Regions from separate parts of the Mus musculus genome. Here region 2 is linked to region 1. Evidence: chromatin contacts called from public Hi-C data. All regions are on one chromosome and are shown on one strand. The core of a region is the stretch at or near the end of the contact, and the rest is flanking DNA. Distances in the headings are between cores, read along the strand shown. Region 1 holds the start of Ccdc149 (coiled-coil domain containing 149). Region 2 has its middle 39 kb from the start of Ccdc149.

The links. Hi-C and Micro-C count contacts between places; a contact is called where the count stands out from the background.
Region 2: a Hi-C map of cardiomyocytes shows a contact between it and region 1, with 1.8 times the contacts expected there. The contact joins the enhancer-like site here to the promoter of Ccdc149 in region 1. A contact is called at or near these places in 10 of 484 Hi-C or Micro-C datasets (Sertoli cells, cardiomyocytes, cerebellum and 5 more), 4 of 115 datasets of contacts at active chromatin or transcription factors (embryonic stem cells, heart atrium and neural progenitor cells) and 2 of 9 other capture datasets (adipose tissue and liver).

The regions. Positions count from the first base shown.
Region 1 is chr5:52,469,927-52,473,368 of GRCm38.p6, forward strand. Ccdc149 (coiled-coil domain containing 149) reads right to left here and starts at 1,652. Exons shown (of 13, transcript NM_001379231.1): 1 at 1,425-1,652. The coding sequence starts at 1,472.
Region 2 is chr5:52,508,774-52,511,744 of GRCm38.p6, forward strand. No RefSeq gene overlaps it. Among named protein-coding and RNA genes, the nearest start is that of Ccdc149, 39 kb to the left of the region's middle. Within about 2 kb of position 1,323, at least 20 of the 459 cell types and tissues checked have an H3K27ac peak or open chromatin away from gene starts, as enhancers often do. A contact at or near this core is called in adipose tissue, cardiomyocytes and heart atrium, where this site is marked.

The DNA.
Region 1 (3,442 bases), core at 402-2,901:
TGATTATAGTCCCTTTCTCAAGATGTTTTTCATTGTTTATTGAGTGGCTTTCTTCCCAGACTATACTAGTAAACATCATGTGTTTTCTGAAGGCAGGAGGTGCTGAAGTGTCTCCTGAGTTGGGGACCACTGCATTCTAAGAGCAGAAGAGTGTAAGTAACTTCTTGTTTATTGTTTATTGTTTATTTGTTTATTTGTTTGGAGGGAGAGCTTTGAACCCGCTATGCAGCAGAGGATGGCTTTGGTTGGACTCCTGATCCTCCTGCCTCTACCTCTACCAAGAGCTGGGACCACAGGCGTGCATCCCCATGGCCAGGTAGTGTGCTTGATTTGGAATGACCATTCTCAACACAGATCTACCTGAACAAGAATACCGTACCTTCTAAGTCAGCACCCACTCCTGGACTTCCATGGAGAACCCACCCCCACCTTCATCATCTTTTACTGCTATAGATGATTCTGGATGGGCCCAGAGATGAGATTCCCAGTGGATATATTCCTTGACACAAAGCCTGATAGAGAAGATAACCTGACAGAGAAGATAGAGCTGGGCCGTGGGCCGAGACATAACCCCTTCCAGTGCTAGACCAATGTTTGAAGGAACTAAACTAAGTGGCTCTAAGTGGTGGAGTTCATTGCTCTACACACACTGGGTGTTAAGTGGCTAGATAATGGAGGAGCCGTCCATACAGGTGAGGGAGGTGAATTGGTAGCTTGCTAGGGGAAGGAAGACATCAGGATCCCTCTCACCTGGAGAAGCTAGCTGCCTGACCCGAGCCAACCAACTGGGTGGATCAGAGAGAAGGCAGCCTAAGAGTCTGAAAGCTTCCTTCTGGCCCATTCACAGGGGAGGGCGTGGAGTTGTCTATATCCACAGGTCACATCACCTCTGTACCTGTCTCATTTTCCTTTGAGAAATGAATGGTTTCACTACCTCACAGCACATAGTAGGTGCGGGAAACAGGAGCTCAGAGAGTGGAGTAAGTGAACGCATGAACCAACCATTGCAAGGATGCCAAACTCTTTCACTTAAACCGCTGCTCCAAGTCATTGCACCTGCCCAGTTGTTACCCAAGGGCCCGGATGGTCCCTCAGGCGTCACCTTTTCAGCATCGGGAATCATCCAATCGCTTGCCTCCATAACAGTGGTGACTAGGCAGGCAGGTGGGGCTTGGCTCTTTCCCCTCCCGGATCCCAGGGCTTCTCAGTCTCTCCAATCCTAGGCCAAACGCTGGCGAGCGAAAGGCCCCTCCCCAAAGCCTGGCACCAGATGGTGCGGGCGACCGCGGCTCCCCCGCAGGCCCGAACGTGAGGGGTGGACCGTGCACCTGCAGGTCCTGCCGCGGCCACCTGCTACCCGGGCTCACAGGGCTTGGGGACCTGCTGCAGCGGCTCAGGAGGCCGATCCGGAGCCCCGGCCTCACCTCGCTCACCAGCCCCTGCCAGTCGCTCTCGGTCCGATCGCCGTCCATGTCCCCTCCTGCGTGCGCGGGCGGGCTGCACAACCGCCTCCCTTCTCCTCCTCCTGCTCCTGTCGCCGCCGCCGCCGCCGCCACCCCGGCCCCGCGCAGCCCGGAGAGGGCCAGGAACCTCCGAGCCTCCGCGCCGCCGCCTCCCGCGGCTGCCCGCGCCGCTGCCTCCACGTCAGCCTCCGCGGAGGAAGGGGAGGAGGAGCCGGGCCCCAACCACTGCCCTACAGTGGCTCGGGGCCGGTGCCAGCCGCGGCACCCCGGGGACCCCAGGCCACCAGCTGTGTCTCCTAGGGAAGGAAGGGACTCTGCATGTGAACCATCACATAACCCCAGACTCCAGCATTCCCAGGCCTGTGGTGAGGGAGGGAGGCTGGCGAACAGGTGGGTGTCATCCCCAGGTCGAGAAGCCAAACTCCTCCATCCAGCCATCCCCTGCCAGGTCAGGCCTCTACCATTGAAACTGAAGCTCCACCAAGGAAGGGCCCTTCTTTCCCCTGAGTACACATTGGAGCAACCTTGGCACGCAGTAGATGCTCTACATCTTTTGGTCGAGCGTATGAATGAAGCTCACCATACTGTACATACATTATACTGATTTTTAAAGCGACCAACATTTCTTTTTAAGTATCTGATGTCGTACTAGAACGCAAGTACAAAGTTTGAAAATAAAACTCTAAATTCTGAATAGGGCCAAAAAGCTTGGTGGTGGGATTTAGCATGAGTTAAGAGAGGAGCCAGCTGAAGATTGTGCTATTCAGGGCTCTGTGTAGAAGAGGAGGTGGAAAGGCTGCAAAGAGATGTCAGAGATGGTGGGTGACTTCGAGGAAACAGTTTGCAAGCACAACAGGGCTCATATGGACTCTCAAAACACACACAAGCCCAAGTCAGACACAAAAATGAGAAGAGACATGGCCGCAAAGTCTCACCCCTAACCAAGAAGCGACTTGCAACTGATAGCTTCTGGGAGAGGGAAAATCCGTTTTCTTAACAGAGTGATATTTCAAACACACGGCAAGGCAGGCCCCGTGTTCAGTCCTAGTCAGCCAACACAATAGAACGTCACGGATTTTTTTAAATGCTTTTGTTTGTTTTGGTTTTTATGAGAGAGAAAAAATAAGAAGTTGGGGGTGAAGAGAAGGGGCCTAGGAGGTCTTGAAGAAGAGGAAAGAATATAAGAATATTTAAAATATATTGTATAAAATTTTCAAAAAAAAAAACTTTCTAAAGATAATTCCATGAAACTTTCATGGGAAAGGAAGACTAGAGACCTCCAGAGGGAACCTCAGATGAATGCTATGTGATCCCCGCCCCCACATAGTTGCCAACAGAAAGCTTTCCATACTTGGGGAAACTCAGCTTGTATAAAGGAGTAGGTGGCCTGAGAAGTTGGTAAGTCCATTTGGCAGCTGTAGAAACCTCACGGCCACCATGGATTTACATTGTCAGTTCCTGCTGAGAGCGGGTCAGTTCTGTGACATGGAAGCTGGGTGCTGAAAAGTGGAGAAGCGGCCTTGGCCCCAGCATGCTACATGATGAGAATGGGAAAGGCCGAGCTCTGTTCTTCCCTTCTCTTCTGTGTTTCCAAAATCTTTCCATTATCTCTCATCCTGGGCTCTTCATCATTTGATCTGCTTTGCCCAAGCAACGTTTACAAATGTATTATAATAATCAAGTCATTAAGCGTCTTTGGGGGCAGGGCTTAATTTTGCATAGTACTCATGGGGACCTGTGAGCACCTCCATGAAAGCAGTCCCGGAATGGCTTAATGGATGTCACTGGACTCCCTAGACAGACGGACACCAACCACGCACCACATGTGTGAGGTCCCATCTGACATGGTGCACGAGTAAGTCCAGCTGCCAGCTATCACTACCCAATTTGATGCCCCACAGACTCAGCCAATAAATAAGCAGTGGCTGAGGCTCTGTGTTTGGGGCTAGTTTGCTGTATTCCGGCAGTAACTGGTATCC
Region 2 (2,971 bases), core at 73-2,572, 39 kb after region 1:
TTGCTACCCCAGCAGTCTGCAGTGGAAGTGACAGAACAGAGCCAGCGAACCCAAGGACAGCCTCTAGCACATAGGAATGGTAAAAGCACCTAAAAACTATTAAAGGACTCGGGTTGCACCAGATGTGTCCTCTAACCACAGTGGAGTTAAATTTGAAATCAATAATAGACTTACCTCTGGAAATTTTTGCAAACAATCAAAGTGGTTTTTATTATTCAGTTTTCCATTGCTTTGGAAGGAATGGAGGGAGGGGAAGCTGCAGCCAGGATGTATTGTATGGGAGAATAATAAAAACTTTTTAAAAAGAAAAAGAAAAGAGAAAAACACCTGAGACAGTCAATTTATAAATAGGAAAGGTTTTGATTCGGGCTCTCAATTTTGGAGGTTTCAGCACATAACTGATTGACACCATTGCTTTAGGTCTGTGGTAACATCAGGACAGGAGCGCATGGTTCAGCAAAGCCATTCACTTTATGGGCAGAGACAAAGAGAAAAGAGAAGAAGTTCCCATAGTGCCCTTTAGAGGCACACCGCTAATGGCCTAAAGCCTTGCACTAGGGAGGGCTAAGTTGGGAACTCGCCCCTGAGCCTCCAGAGGACAGATTCTCATATAGGCCAGGCTAACTTCAAGTTCACTGTGTAGCTGAGGCTAGCCTTGACCTCAACATTCTCCAGCCTTCACCTGCGGAGACCTGTGAGTCTGAGAGCCACCATACCAGGTTTGGGGGCGTGTCTTTACTAGCGCATGAGGGAAGTAGTCAGACTGTCTGGGGAGTACAGTACGGCCTGTTAGGAGCCCAGAAGAGCTTCTGCCCTGGGCTCTTCAGGGAGAGTCAAGGTCAGTTCAGTTGTGCCTCTGCTTCTCAGGAGTATTTTTAGTGGCAGATAAACAAACGGGAACAAATCCTGCAACGGAGATTTCCTATGCAGCCTACAGTCAAACTAGGTCAGCCTAGGCCCTGAAGAGGCACACAGTGTCCCAAAAGCAATAGCAGAAAGTGGCCAGGAGCAGGTTTCTTGCCATTGAGGGGGTTTGAGACTCTCAGACTCCTTGGCCCGAACAAGTCTGGGCAAGTCTGGAATCATCAGCTCCGTGTCCCCCATTTCTACAGGACTGTGTCCCCACCTTAATCTAAAAGCCAGGGAACAGGAAGCTGTAGGCCCCACAGATGAAACACCACCAAGTCACTCTGAAGATGTCAGTGAATCCCAGTGGCCTTGGATTTGGTGGGGAGTCAGGGTGGCAGACTTGTAGCTCTGATTCAGTTCCTAGAAATAGTGCCCTGTGTCTCCCGGTCATCGGACGCAGGATTTGAGGTCATAATTCCTCAGTCACCAAGGGTACGGATGAGAGCCAGCCACGTTACAACAGCATACCCAACAACAGTGCATGTATACAGCAAGTGCTCATAACTCCACTGAGCTAGGACTGAACACAGCCACCCACAGTGTTTTGGCTCCATGTTTTAACTGCCTCACCATAAGCTGGTACAAGCTGTGAGTCCCTGGGGGCATCTCCACTGCTGTCTGTCCACTGGGGCACACATGGGTTTAGAGTTAAGGTCTCTCAGCAGATGCCTAGTACAGGAGATGAGGTAGGGCACTGTAGACCTCTGTTTACCACTCTCCTGCTTGGAAACCTCTGCCTGCTTCTCAGGGGAAAGCAAAAGCCCATCTTCTTTACCGTGTAAATGGATTTGGCCATAGAATAACCCTCCATCCAGCCCTTCTGTCCTCTTAGTCTTCTCTATCTCCTTCCTGGTTCTTGTGTGTCTGGGCCCTTCTCCATTCAGGCTCAGCTCAGCTGCCACACTTGACCTCCTGGTGCATAAGACCCCCCCACCCCCACCCCCCACCTCCATCAGTTTTACGCCCTAAGGGAATCTGTCAACGTCTGTAATGACCACTTTTGATTTGTGAACTTCCAGTTTCATGGTCTCTCTTGGCCAAACTACAATATTTTCTCTTTCTTTCTTTCTTTCTTTCTTTCCTTCTTTCTTTCTTTCTTTCTTTCTTTCTTTCTTTCTTTCTTTCTTTCTTTCTTCCTTCCTTCCTTCCTTCCTTTCTCTCTCTCTCTCTCTCTCTCTCTTTTCTTTTCTTTTCTTTTCTTTTCTTTTCTTTTCTTTTCTTTTCTTTTTTTCTTCTGACTTTATGCCCCGTGCTTAGGAAAGAATTGCTGTTACTAATGCTTAGTACAGGATTTCTCAATGAGTGAGCACGGAGGCTATGAATTCTTTCAGATCCTAGGTTCAAGTCCTTGTTTTGAGAGGGGGTAAAAAATGAAGCTGTTGATCAGAGCCTCCAGCAGGACGTTTTGGAGCAGGAAATTTTGGGAGTTGCCGGATTCTGAGAGCCTGCTGCTGAGAGTGAGGAGAGGAGCTCTCAGTGGGAAGGAAGGCTGTGTGCTTGTTCACAGGTTATGTTGCCTGCCCAACCCCCTCCAGCTCTCTTGTGGGAAGTGAAGGAGCCAGCTTTCCTTATTCCCAGGCTATGGGCTCACAATCTCCTTCCCACGCTCCCTACATCCAAGAGAAACTTTGTTTCTTAAGCCCAGGCTAGCAGCCAACTTGTAAACTCATGTGCTGTTACCTCCCGAATGCTGTCATTACCAGTGTGTGCCTGTGCCTGGCTCAGGGCTGAGTGTTTGCTCCATGACTACCACTAACTGCAGGGATTCCTTCAGAGGTCACTCAAGGCAGGCTGTGTTTCATGTGTCCCCTCCTAAATACAGAGTTAGCAGTGTGATGGAAATAAGAGGTATTAATGTCGCACGTCTTTAATCCCAGCATTTGGGAGGCAGAAGCAGGTGGATTTCCAAGTTCGAGGCCAGCCTGGTCTACAGAGTGAATTCCAGGACAACAGGGGCTATACAGAAAAGCCCTGTCTTGAAAAGAAAGAAAGAAAGAAAGAAAGAAAGAAAGAAAGAAAGAAAGAAAGAAAGGAAGAAAGAAAGAAAGGAAGGAAGGAAGGA